Regions from separate parts of the Sus scrofa genome. Here regions 2 and 3 are each linked to region 1. The links are chromatin contacts, called in public HiChIP or PLAC-seq maps. All regions are on one chromosome and are shown on one strand. Each heading gives the region's core, a stretch centred on a gene start, on an enhancer-like site or on the middle of the called end of the contact. The rest is flanking DNA. Distances are from core to core; before and after follow the strand shown. Region 1 holds the start of BMT2 (probable methyltransferase BMT2 homolog). Region 2 overlaps LOC102164930 (a long non-coding RNA gene). Region 3 holds the start of TMEM168 (transmembrane protein 168).

Evidence for each region. HiChIP or PLAC-seq counts read pairs in DNA pulled down with a chosen protein or histone mark.
Region 2: an H3K27ac HiChIP or PLAC-seq map of alveolar macrophages shows a contact between it and region 1. The contact joins the enhancer-like site here to the promoter of BMT2 in region 1. A contact is called at or near these places in 2 of 5 promoter capture datasets (fetal liver and liver), 4 of 47 Hi-C or Micro-C datasets (heart right ventricle, liver and skeletal muscle) and 2 of 2 datasets of contacts at active chromatin or transcription factors (alveolar macrophages and skeletal muscle).
Region 3: a contact with region 1 is called in an H3K27ac HiChIP or PLAC-seq map of alveolar macrophages. The contact joins the promoter of TMEM168 here to the promoter of BMT2 in region 1. A contact is called at or near these places in 2 of 5 promoter capture datasets (fetal liver and liver), 9 of 47 Hi-C or Micro-C datasets (alveolar macrophages, embryonic fibroblasts, heart right ventricle and 4 more) and 2 of 2 datasets of contacts at active chromatin or transcription factors (alveolar macrophages and skeletal muscle).

Annotation. Positions count from the first base shown.
Region 1 is chr18:32,796,612-32,800,423 of Sscrofa11.1, reverse strand. BMT2 (probable methyltransferase BMT2 homolog) reads right to left here and starts at 2,146. Exons shown (of 5, transcript XM_021079235.1): 1 at 1,890-2,146. The coding sequence starts at 2,049.
Region 2 is chr18:32,637,352-32,641,163 of Sscrofa11.1, reverse strand. All of the region lies in intron 2 of LOC102164930 (a long non-coding RNA gene), which reads left to right. Among named protein-coding and RNA genes, the nearest start is that of GPR85, 28 kb to the left of the region's middle. Within about 2 kb of position 1,708, at least 7 of the 83 cell types and tissues checked have an H3K27ac peak or open chromatin away from gene starts, as enhancers often do. A contact at or near this core is called in alveolar macrophages, where this site is marked.
Region 3 is chr18:32,926,184-32,929,995 of Sscrofa11.1, reverse strand. It overlaps TMEM168 (transmembrane protein 168), which reads right to left and starts at 1,655. Exons shown (of 5, transcript XM_003134765.6): 1 at 1,431-1,655.

The sequences.
Region 1 (3,812 bases), core at 897-3,396:
AAACCGCCAGGACTTTACCCCCCCAGAAGCACACGAGATCATTCACTTATGATATACATGTACCTATTCTACCTCTGGTAACTTTCAACTACTAAATTCCATTACAAATAAGTGTTCCCTCAGTTAATATTCAGGCTTAAAGACATGTTTCAACATGTGGCAACAAAGCAAGTATAAACAGCACTCAAATGTACGATGAAACATTAGTAGTGTTATTAGGTAGAACCTATTCATTTATGAATAAATTAAAAATGAATAATAATGGAATTATAACAAAAAGATAAAAAATGGAATTGAATTATATGCTACCGTCTTTCTTTAAAAAGACATACTTGCTTAAATTTGTACAAACTAGCATGCTAAATTAAAGGAAAGCATGTCCATTTATTTCCTCATTTCTCCAAACAACACAGGAACCTACAGTGAATGCCATTATGTAAGTGCATTCTCTGAATATGAAGAATGATGCAATGGTTTCCATGGTAACTACTCATTTTATTGAATAAATTGTGGGGTTTAAAGCATTCTTTTAAAAAACAAATCTCAACATCTCAGTGTGCCCGGTAAGTCTCCTTCTATTGATACCTATTAAATAATAACTATAGGCTACCTTTGAGGGTGGCTAAAAAATCGAGGCTTGAGTTGCCAAGGGAAAAAAAACCTTGAATTTAAAGTTTGAAAAATGAATCACATAACTACACTCAGAACAAAAGACACTTAGCTTTAATCTTCTAGACTAAATGCAAAGTGTTTGTAATTCAAATGTAACCTGATTTTACCTGCCTGTTCCTTCACTCATAATTTTGCTTCTAATCCTAACTTAACTAAGTATAAGAGTAACACAAGAAGGCTCCCACTTTTCAGTCTTCTATTATTGCAATTAAACTAAAGCCAGTGCAAAAAAGAAAGTTATTCCTCATTTTGATCCTTAGAAGAAATATCTACTGAGCACATAAAAAATTTGAGAATTTTCACTGTCGATTTCCTATTAAAAAAAGCTCTGTAAAAAAAGCCTACATTTTAAAATACTAAGGATACCTGTAGATCCCAACTATAAACACTCCTCAGGCCCAACGAAAAGCTACTACAGCTTCTTCTTTTGCTCAAGATCTTCCATAAGAGAGGTCCCCAGCAATGGCAACCGGAATCTGTCCCCTTAGGAGAGTTAGTAGTTACACAGACCATTCGAAAATAAACAGTATTTCGAGCACCTGACCCAGATCTCTTCCTCTCCCACCTGAATAATAAGATCCAGAATTTGAAGAATGGGGGAGGGGGGCAAGGATGGAGCCCCTCCCCCTTTTAACAAGGTGAAGTCCAGTCAGCTAAAAGGCCTGCTGACTTGGCAGCCCTGGAAGCCAAAGCGAGGAAGCTCTTGCCCGGGCTAAACCCGCTGGAATGAGGTACTAGGTAGGGGGTCTGACGGGGCAGCAAATCAAACAGGCAGGTCAAATGCGAGGGAGTGCTTCTTTCAGTCCGTCTTTCTCGAATGGATTCTACCTGCCTTCGTGTTTCAGCTTCAGGTCTCTTGCAACAAGAGACCTCCACCTCCTGGGTGAGGGTCTATGTGTTGTATGTGTGGTGACAACAATCTCAGCACCCCAGCTGGGGACAGGGATGGGAGGAGGTGGGGACTCGGCTCCTCCAAAGGCCTGGAACGCTCCTGAAGGGCCCTCGAAGAAAAGGGGGCGGGAGGAGCGCGCCTGACGCCTACAGAGGACTCGACCAAGAAGGGGGCGTCCAGGCCTGGGTGAGCGGCCCTGGCAGGGGCTGACGTGCAGCTCCTTCAGGTTGTAATGGTGGCCTCGGGGGGGGGGGGAGGGGAGAGGTTGACAAGGGGCTGGGGGCGACGAGGCCGCCGCTTCCCCCCCGCTCAGCTCGCTGTTTACCTTCCCGGTACTTCTTGCGGAGCCGCCGGTGGACGCTCTTCACCACCCCGGAGAGCTTCTCCTGCTCCAGCTTCCGCTCTTGCTCCCGGGGCGGCGGGGTGCTTAGGGGCCCGGCCCCGTGCCCGCGAGCAGCGCTTCGGCCGCCGGCCCCCGGCTCCATATCGCTGCCGCCGCCGCCCCTCGGGCCCCCGCGGACGCCCGCCTGACGGAGGAGGTGGGGAAGGAGGAGGCAGCAGCGGAGGCAGCAGCGGGAGGAGGCAGCGGAGGCGGAGCGACGGCCTTGGAGGTGGACCCTTGCTCAAACACCCAAGCTGATTGGCGAACTCTGGAGGGCTGGGCGGAAACGGAAAAGGCCAAGGGCCAATGGACAGAGAGCGCTAGGGGCGCACCCGCTTGTTTGGGAAGGCGAGCAGCTGGAGGAGGCGGGGCTTGCAGGCTACGTTGTCGAGGCGGTGGCACTAGGCCAGACGCTTCTCTCCTTTCCCCGCCGCTCCTGGGATCCTGTGCGCAGGCGCTGTGGTGAAGCCACGGGAGACGCGCTGTGAGCCACGCGCTTGCGCGTCTGAGTTTGCTTAGGTTGGATTTTGTTCTCCCGCCCAGCTCTTTCACATTTTTCAGCCATTACCCTTCCTGCGAGTTATATTCTGGCATGATGTGATCAGGGTCCTCTACCTGAGCTCCCGCTGCACCTGGTCAGTTGTAGGTTCCCTTTAGCTGCATAGCGCTGAGAAGGGCTTTAGAAATGAAGGCAGCACTGGAATTTTGTACTTTAAGGAACCCAGGCATGGATGCTTTGTTAGGTGCAAGAAGAGGTCTAGCTAACAAGTACTGGTTTAATTCACGGGCCAGCAGTGGTTAATGCCTCTAGTTCCAGTGCTGAGCAAAAGACATAGAAATTGGAGAAAGGAGAGGGTCAAGAAAAACAATAGAAGATGGTGGAAAAGGGAGAATGGGTAGTTAAGAATCCACAACAGATGCACTCAAGAACTTTTATGGTGGTCCTCCCGGGTGTCAGAGAAAGACTGCTTTGGTCTAATTCGCAACAGAACTTGAAACAGTTTTATTTAAAGATGACCTGGATGACCTCCCACCCTTTAATTTGGTGGGTTAATCTATGCGGAGTGTGCCTAGGGGGTTTGGCAACTTGTTCTACCTCCTTAACTCCTGATTTCATGGGAAGCTTATGGGGAATGTGGTTACAAACTTCTGTCCCAGAAAGGTGGAAAGCTCTTTTCCAAAGAAAAGACTGCATTAGCTTGGAAAGTGGTACTTGGGCTGCTGGAGTGTCAGAGATTCAACCGGCTGAGAGCCCTTAATGAATTGTGCTAGGTTGTAGTTTTCAACTCTCCAGAGTTTATAACTCTCCAGAACATAGGGGGAATAACAGGGAGGAAGTAAAGGGAGAAATTGGTGAAATTTAAGATGGAAGATGTGTCCCTACCTGCCCAATGAAGAAGCAGATCAGACACAAATAAACTTCATAAGAACTAATTGTAATTATGAAGAGAAATTAAACGCACATGCCTAACAAGATGAAGATAGGAGATTTTATTTGGGAGGGGATTTCATTTGGAAAAAGGGGAATTTGATAAAGATACCTCTTTTGGTTCTTTCCGTATTTTAATATGAGGCAGACAGATATAATGGAATTTATAATACGGAAGATTTAAGATGGGAGTTATAATTATAGTAAAGAGAGCATTAAAATTTTGTTTGTACTCAACTGTAGTTAAAAATTGTTTCTTCTCCATACTACTACCAGCAAATGAACTTTTAAGTCCTTTTAAAAAGTAGAGATGTACACTGAAGGCCATCTGGGAAATACAGAAGGGTAAAGAGAGTAAAAGTGCTAAGAGAGTAGATCTTAAGTTTTCTCATCACCAAAAAGAAGTGATGACTATATAATGGGATGGAGGTGGTAGC
Region 2 (3,812 bases), core at 459-2,958, 160 kb after region 1:
GTGTATGGAGTATCAGTCTTTTCCTTGCGAATTTTGGGCATTTGAGTAGTTATTCAATCTCTCTGAAACTTACTTTCCTTTTATAAAATGTATTGTGTGAGGGTTAAATGAAATGTTTCTAAAGTGACCAGAAAGTTGCCAGAGCTCTGTATTTATCAATTCCCCTTTACTTGTATTTCTATTCCCCTGGTTACTGGTTAAGAGTTAGATTTCTGGCATTAGACCCCTTGGTTACAATTCTGGCTTTGCTGCTTACTAACTGTATGGCAATAGACAAGTTAGTAAGCTTTTCTAAGACTCAGTTTATCCATCTATAAAACGGGGTGTGTATTATGAGGATTAAATGAGTTAATTTCTGGAATTATTGACTAGCATGTAGTAATCCCTCCTTAAATATTAACTATTGTTACTCTTTACTGTTAATCAAATCCATGAAATATGGGGTCTCCAGGCTGTAGCTTCTCTCCATTTTGAAAGTGCTGTTCAGCAGACAAACATGGTAAACAGAAAGTGTCTGTGGAACTCTTGGATACAGAGGCGATTTTAGGCTTCCTAGGCTGTGAGTTGGGAGACGACTAGAAAACACTTCCCTAGTATTGAGGCTGTTTGTTGCCTTGATGGGATTTTACTACTTAACTATTTCATACCCACTGGTGGTTATATTTATGTTTAAAACATATTCTCCATTCAGTTATTATCATAACAGTGATTCTTTATATTGGGTCCAAAGAGTTTTGAAAATAAGATTGAGAGGGTCTAGATATGAGTGAATAGCTCTAAGAAATCATTCAGCTGAAATGATCTCTAGGGAACCCCCAAGAAAACCCAAAAAACAAACTCTAATTCCTTTTTAATTCTCTTTTTGATTAGAGCAGCTAATCTATAACTCTGCGTTGCTTTTTCTATAAAGTGCGGCAAAAGAAAAGGCAGCATTAGAAGCTTTGCTAAAAGGGAATTATGATAATCGAACGTATGTTATCAGAGGAATGTATTATTCTTGATAGCTATGGGATAATTAATTGCAGAACTTGCATGATAGAGGAAATACTTTTTGTCTTACCCCTAAGAGATGGCATTCCACTCAGTGTTGAGCATAGTACCAAGATTTTAACCTTACCTCTTTGGCCTTCAGTAAGGTTCGCTGTTTGAAGAGGATAAACGTTATTCTTACAACCCCTACTTAGAACTCATTTGCTTATACTAATGGATGAAGGAGTCCTGTTTTGCCAAATAGCTTTGAAAGCTCCTTTTTTTTTTTTTTTTTTTTTTTTTTTCTATTTGAAGTTAGTCTTGTAAGTCAAGGGTCCTATAAATGGTTTTAATTAGTTTATAATCTATACTGTAGTTGGAAGTGTCAACCCAGGGTTTACTAGAATTAAGTGATGTAGAAGCAGATTTCTGGAATACAATGAATATAATAATCTCTCCACTCCTTTGATCTGAAGCTGCTTTTTTAATTTTTGATGTGCCTGCAAACCATCTTAATGAACTGTGATTTTCATGCTGTAACTCAGATGTTTTGTCTAGATCACTGACCAGGATGATGACTGCTATGTTGTACATGTATAGTCCCTCTTCTAAAAGAGGTGATCTTTTCTAAGCAGTGCTAGAGAGATGAGCAGCTTATTCTGTGTTGAGCATCTGCCAGCTACAAGTTCTGCCTCTCAGCATGTCTGGTAGCAACATGAACCACAACTCTTCTGAAGCAGTTCCACATTCCATTTCCCTCCTAAGCTGTCTGAATGCTTCTGCAGCCTTCTGCATGGTTCTTCTTTTGGCATTAAGTATCTAGTGTTATCAAATCCAGAATTTAGTCTTTCGGTTCAGGAGAATCTAAAATTACACCCTTCTTCACTGAAACAGAGATCACTGGTAGCCAGTGATACTCAGAGACAAAGAACATTATTTTAGACACTTATCTGAGTGGTAGAGGGCCAAACTTCCCAAGTCAGTTGTTTCAGAGAGGAACAAAGAAGTGGCTTCTGCTTATTTTTTAACTGGTGAAAGTGAGTCATTGGTAGGCCCTTCTGGGATCTGTCAGCAAAGACAGGATAGGCTGACATTAAGATTTTGTACTGACTGCTTTTGGTCAGGGAGTTCATAAAATCCAGACTTCTTCATTAGCAATTGAGCCAAGCCAAGTGAGTGGAGACATTTTATTGGAGTTTCACAATTTGAAAAGACCCACTCAGAGCTAGTCAGTGTTTCCTATCAATAATAGGACATTCATCCTTGAGACTGTTACATTAGAGCTAACTAATCATTAGGCTAATAGGTTGATAAGTTGGACTTTCCAGAACTATGTAGCTGCTAAGACTAAATACTCTGGTGCCAGTATTTTACAAACATGTATGGGGAAGCTTCAGAAGGTCATTTTTGACGTGATTCCAGATACCACCTAGAGGCCATTGCCGATGTAGCCTTGATTTCCACTGATGAACCTTAGTAAACCGTGGGGATCAATCACACACATAAGCCCATGGCTTCTAGGAAGCAGGAAACACATGCTCAGGCACTGATGTATTCAAATTTTACATTGCTGGGCTTCCAGGATGTGGCTAAGAATACTTGGATGGGACAAATTTTTAGTTTTGAAAAGTTGTGAAATTATCTTTTTTTCTAGTGCTCTATCCATGGTGATGGACTGATTAAAAACATTGGCTTAGGAGATGTCTTCAGTTGGCCCATTTCTGCCACTAACTCAGTGAATTTGTGCAAATTATCTATCTTCTCAAAACTAGAGTTTTCTCATCTGTAATGAGAAAATTGCCAATCTTTGTAGGATTCCCACAGTAGATTAAATGAAGTGATACATAAAATGCCCAATATGGTTAGTGCCTAGAACTCTCATAGATATGAGACTAGCTGATCGGCTAATATTTAAGTGCTATACAAGGAAATTTAAAGTCAGGATTATCTTGCCTCATGGGAGGGTGGAAAAATATTTCTCATAAAAAATTTTTTCTTAGAAGCCATGGTTTCATGCTACATGGGGTAAGACTGATTGATTGATATTTAACCAATGCTTAGATAGGGTCAGGAACTATTCCACACATTAAAAATGTAAATCTCTTTTTTTTCTTTAAAATAATCCTGTTACAGTGAGGAAACTGAGGCATTGTTAAGTAATTTGTCCATAACAAGTCAATGTTAGATTCATGATATGAACCCAGAAAGTCTAAGGTCTATACTCCTAATTATTGCATACATGCTTTCAGGTGGAGAATATACATAGTATCAAACCACATTTTAATTTTCTTTAAAATAAGATGCTCTAGTGTTGCTTAGGAAACCTAACCATGGTGAGTCACCGAGGAGTTGGTGTTTATGTACTTCTCTCCAGGTCCTGGTTTGATGAATGAATGAATACTAGTATTCACCTAATTTTGTCAATTGATTTTGACTTAGATTTGATACAGACAAAAAAAGTGTTTTTTAAAAACTAAGGTATGTCTGACTGAGGCTCAGAAGAGCACTTACTGATGGGCAAAGGCATGATATGTCAAAGAACGTAGATTGTGATGTGTTGGCAAACTCAACTATCATGAAATACTGAAGTCTGTATAATATACGAAATTCAAAAAGAAAGAAAGTCAAAAGAATCTTCTGAAACTTTTTCCTTAGAGGTGAAATGTAAACTAGTCGTTGCAAAAGTATAAGAGGTTATTAATTTAGTATGTGGAATTCACAAGGAAATAGTACTTCCTGTGTATGGACCGGGTACTCATTTTGATTAAGTAACCATAGAGACAAACAGCATGAAATGTATAAAATGAAAAACATACCAGATAGAAAATTACAAGTAGCATAGG
Region 3 (3,812 bases), core at 406-2,905, 130 kb before region 1:
TACACACCTCCTATATGTTTCAACTTCTTTCCATTACCAGAGTCACAATTCCAATTTTGGCCGTCATCATCTCATGCTTGAATGTCTTCCTGTATTCACTCTTGCCCTTCTCCAAGAAATATCCTTTTTTATAACAATTTGTCACATCATTCTGCTACATAAAACCCTTCAACCGCTTCTCATCACTCTAAGCAAAAAAGTCTAAACTTAAAATGCCTTACAAGGCTCTCCTTGTTGGATGTGAGTAACTCTCCTGCCTCATTTCTTTTTGTTTTTTTTTTATTTTTTAATAATGATTTTTATTTTTTTCCATTATAGCTGACCTTACTTATTTCTTAACACTTTTCTTCTTGAACTCTGTATTACAGCCATACTGACCTTTCAGTTGTGAACTGCACTAATGCTATTCCCTTCCAGGTGCACTCCTTTCCCTCCTCCTGGCCCCACCCCATTCCTCACACCTGGCTCTTTCCTCCCTTCAAGTCTCCGCCTAAACCATTTTCTTAGGGTGATCACCCTAAACCCATTTATTTGATCCCTGTACTTGGTCTCTGAAAGTCTGTCTTCAATACTGTACATCCACTGTTAAGCAGAAAGTTTGGTACCAAGTATCTGTTGAAGAAATAGGGACTTATACAGAAATAACTATTTCATAACAGTGCCAGCTATAGAACACATATTAATAAGGAGAGAATAAACAAGTTTTCTAATACCCCACAGTTAAGAAGTGACAGAGCTAAGGGAGTTTCCATCAATGTTTTGTTTCTCTGTCCGCCTTACTCCAGCCTTCACTTAACTCATCCAACTTCCCCCAAACCAACAAGTTCTCTTTCTGTCCTACTTCGGGAGAAGGGTTTACTGAGTCCGAGACACACTCTATCACGTGCAACATTTTTTGACTCTGAAACGATTTCCGTCCCATCTATGCGGAGTGCCAAAAGTTGAAAGAAGCTACTGTGCACGGAGTCGAGGAACTCCAGTGCTTTGCTTCTATGAATTCATGATAATAACTCTTTGGACTCATCTCAGACAAGAAGAATGGCTCCGTGAACATTAAATTCCTCAGCAATAGGGCAGCAACTGCAATTCTTCTTCCATTCTGCCTCCTCCTAACAAGATGTGGAAGGCCCAAGAAGGAGCCTGGCTGTCTTCTACTTTGGGAGAAGGCAACCAAAACTGGGCGCTCAGCTGACTGGGGAACCACTCGCAGCTAACGAGAGGCGCCCAGCCTTCCATTCTCCACCCCTCACCATCGACATCTCCTCGGGCCGGTATCCCTATCCCCGCCTCGGGAGGCCGGCTGGGCGGAGCTTGGGACCTGCACCACGCGGAGCCCTGGGCAGTATCTGTGCCCAGGTCTCGCCAACCTGCCGATGACCCCCTTGGGCCCCCTTCCTGACTCGACCGCCGCCACCAACACTCTCTCCTACCTCGGAGTCGTCTCTGGGGCCAACACGGAAAAGGGAGAGATTTAGGGCTGAGCCCGCTACTCGGAGCAGGGAGGCGACACGCCAGGGGAGGCGACGGCCCGAGGCTGCACGTTCTAGCACAGGCCCCTCTCGTCGGAAACTTTCTCCACGACCGGCCCGGCCACGGCCGCCATGTTTCCGCCGCCGAAGCCGCGACGGTACGGAACGCCGCCGGGGTCAAGCCGCGCGACGCGCTTCCTCCCGGAGACCCGGCCCAGGCCCGGCCCCCTCCCCGCCCCCGCGGCGGACCCAGGGGCGCGGGACGCTGAGCGAACGCTTCTGGCCTTACCTACGGCGCCAGCTGAGCCGGTGTTCCGAGCCCTGGCGAGACCTGAATTCCGCGGGAAAGCGGGAGCTGGAAAACCGCAAACGATCTGGCCGACCGTGTCCATCAAGCATCTAGGCCGCCGCCTCGGGCTGGACCGAAACTGGGACAGGACGGGCGGGCTACTTGAGTACTGTAAATACTGCAGGAGGCGTTGCTGCTCTTTAATATGTATCGCATAATCTATGCCTTTGTGTCCGCGGTCTGGCTAAAGCTCAAGCTCCTTAGGCTCTCCTTCAGAGCCCTTCATGCCTCCTTTTCTTATTAAGACTCCCTTTAATACACCTCCCGGTCTTGACTTTTACCCACTCACTGGCCCCGCTTCCTGAGGGTCCTTCAGATGCCGGGGTGATTCTCATTTGTATCTAAAACCTACCGAATGAACGTCAGGGGATGTTTTTCGGAAGCAGCGTTTCACAGCAGCTGTGGAGCTGATGGTCTTGGGATTTGAAAGGCAGTTTCTCCGCTTTCTAAGGGCGACCAAAATTTCTCCATCTAAAAAATAGTAATGAAACCTTGCTTGCAAAGTTGTGAATATTTGGTGACACACTGTTGTTTTTTTTGTTTTTCTGGCATCATTAAAAAGTATGAATTCTCCCTCCCTCTCCGAGAAGCCCTTTCCTGCCTGCCAGCCGTCTGCCCCCACTATCATTTCCTACTATTTATAGCATTTAGGAGGTCAGTCTTTCTGAACTCCAGTCTCTGCATATGAAAATAGAATGCTAATACTGCCTTACAGAGTTGTGTAGGGATTAAATGAGATGATGAATGTAAAAATTGCCATATAACCTTTACATAGCTTAACCCCTTTGGCATAAAGCTCAAAATCTTTATACAAGTACAGACAAATTGCTGTGTCTTCTACTTCCTTTTTACCTTTAGCTTAACTTGACCTCTCGCCACATTTCCCCAACTCTGTGCACTCCAGCCTGTTTCAGTTTCTCCAGCTGCAGGACACGTCCAGTTTTGCTTACCATTAAGTTGGCCTAGCATAGTGCCTGACATATAGTTGGCACTTAAATCTTCATTTAAAAATAAAAAGCACAATAGGTCCCCAACAATCACTGGTTCTCTTCTTCCACTAATTTTCTATTAGTGTTGTCTATATTCTTATCCTATTTCCTCTAATATGAATTTTTTAATTTTTCAGTTAATAAATGTTGGGGGGTTGGGGTGGGCAGCACATTTATAGTGATAAAGCACTCTCAGATGCAGATTCCTCATATGCAAATGAAAAGTTTGTGTTTGAATCTCTCCAGACTCCCAACTCACAATTCAATCAGTACCCAACTCCCAAATCTGTAACTCTAGCTCTCTGGGGAATAGTGTCACATTTCCACCCCACCTGCTAGATGTTTCTACTTGAATATATTGTCATTCATTTCTAATTCAACTTGCCTTTAATGGACATTTATCTACTTATTTTCTGCATTCCACCACTTGGGAATTCTACACACGCACACACACACACACACACACACACACACACCCCACCTTAGGAGTCTAGTAGCTGAAACTGAAATGCCAAATACTTACTCAGTTAATCATGTGCACCAGCTGGCAGCTATTGACTCAAAAAAGCAGGCACGAAACTCCACTCCCTGAGTAACTGCTGGAGTGTAGCAAGGTAAGCTCCTGGGGCAGTAGTGAGAGTGGCTCTAGCAGAGGCATTCAGTATGAGTGGTCATTGATTCAAGATGCCTGTGCGTAGTGAGGGCAACCCCAGAGCTTTCTCCCATCAGTTCTGTTATCTGTTATTAGTTGTAGGCTTGGCCATGCAGGCCTAAGCCTCAAGCTCCAACAGTCTTTGAGCTACCGGATATTTTCTAATCAACTTATTTCCCATTTAAATCAGCCATAGCTATTTTCTGTTCCTTACCACAAAGACCCCTCATTGAAAAAGCTTTTTGTCTTCCTCAAACATGATATCCTCTGCCGTGTGACCTTGAAACCATTTTCAATGCTTGTTATCTTGTCGGTATATTTTAGAATACTTAAGTGAGATGTGTATATGTTTC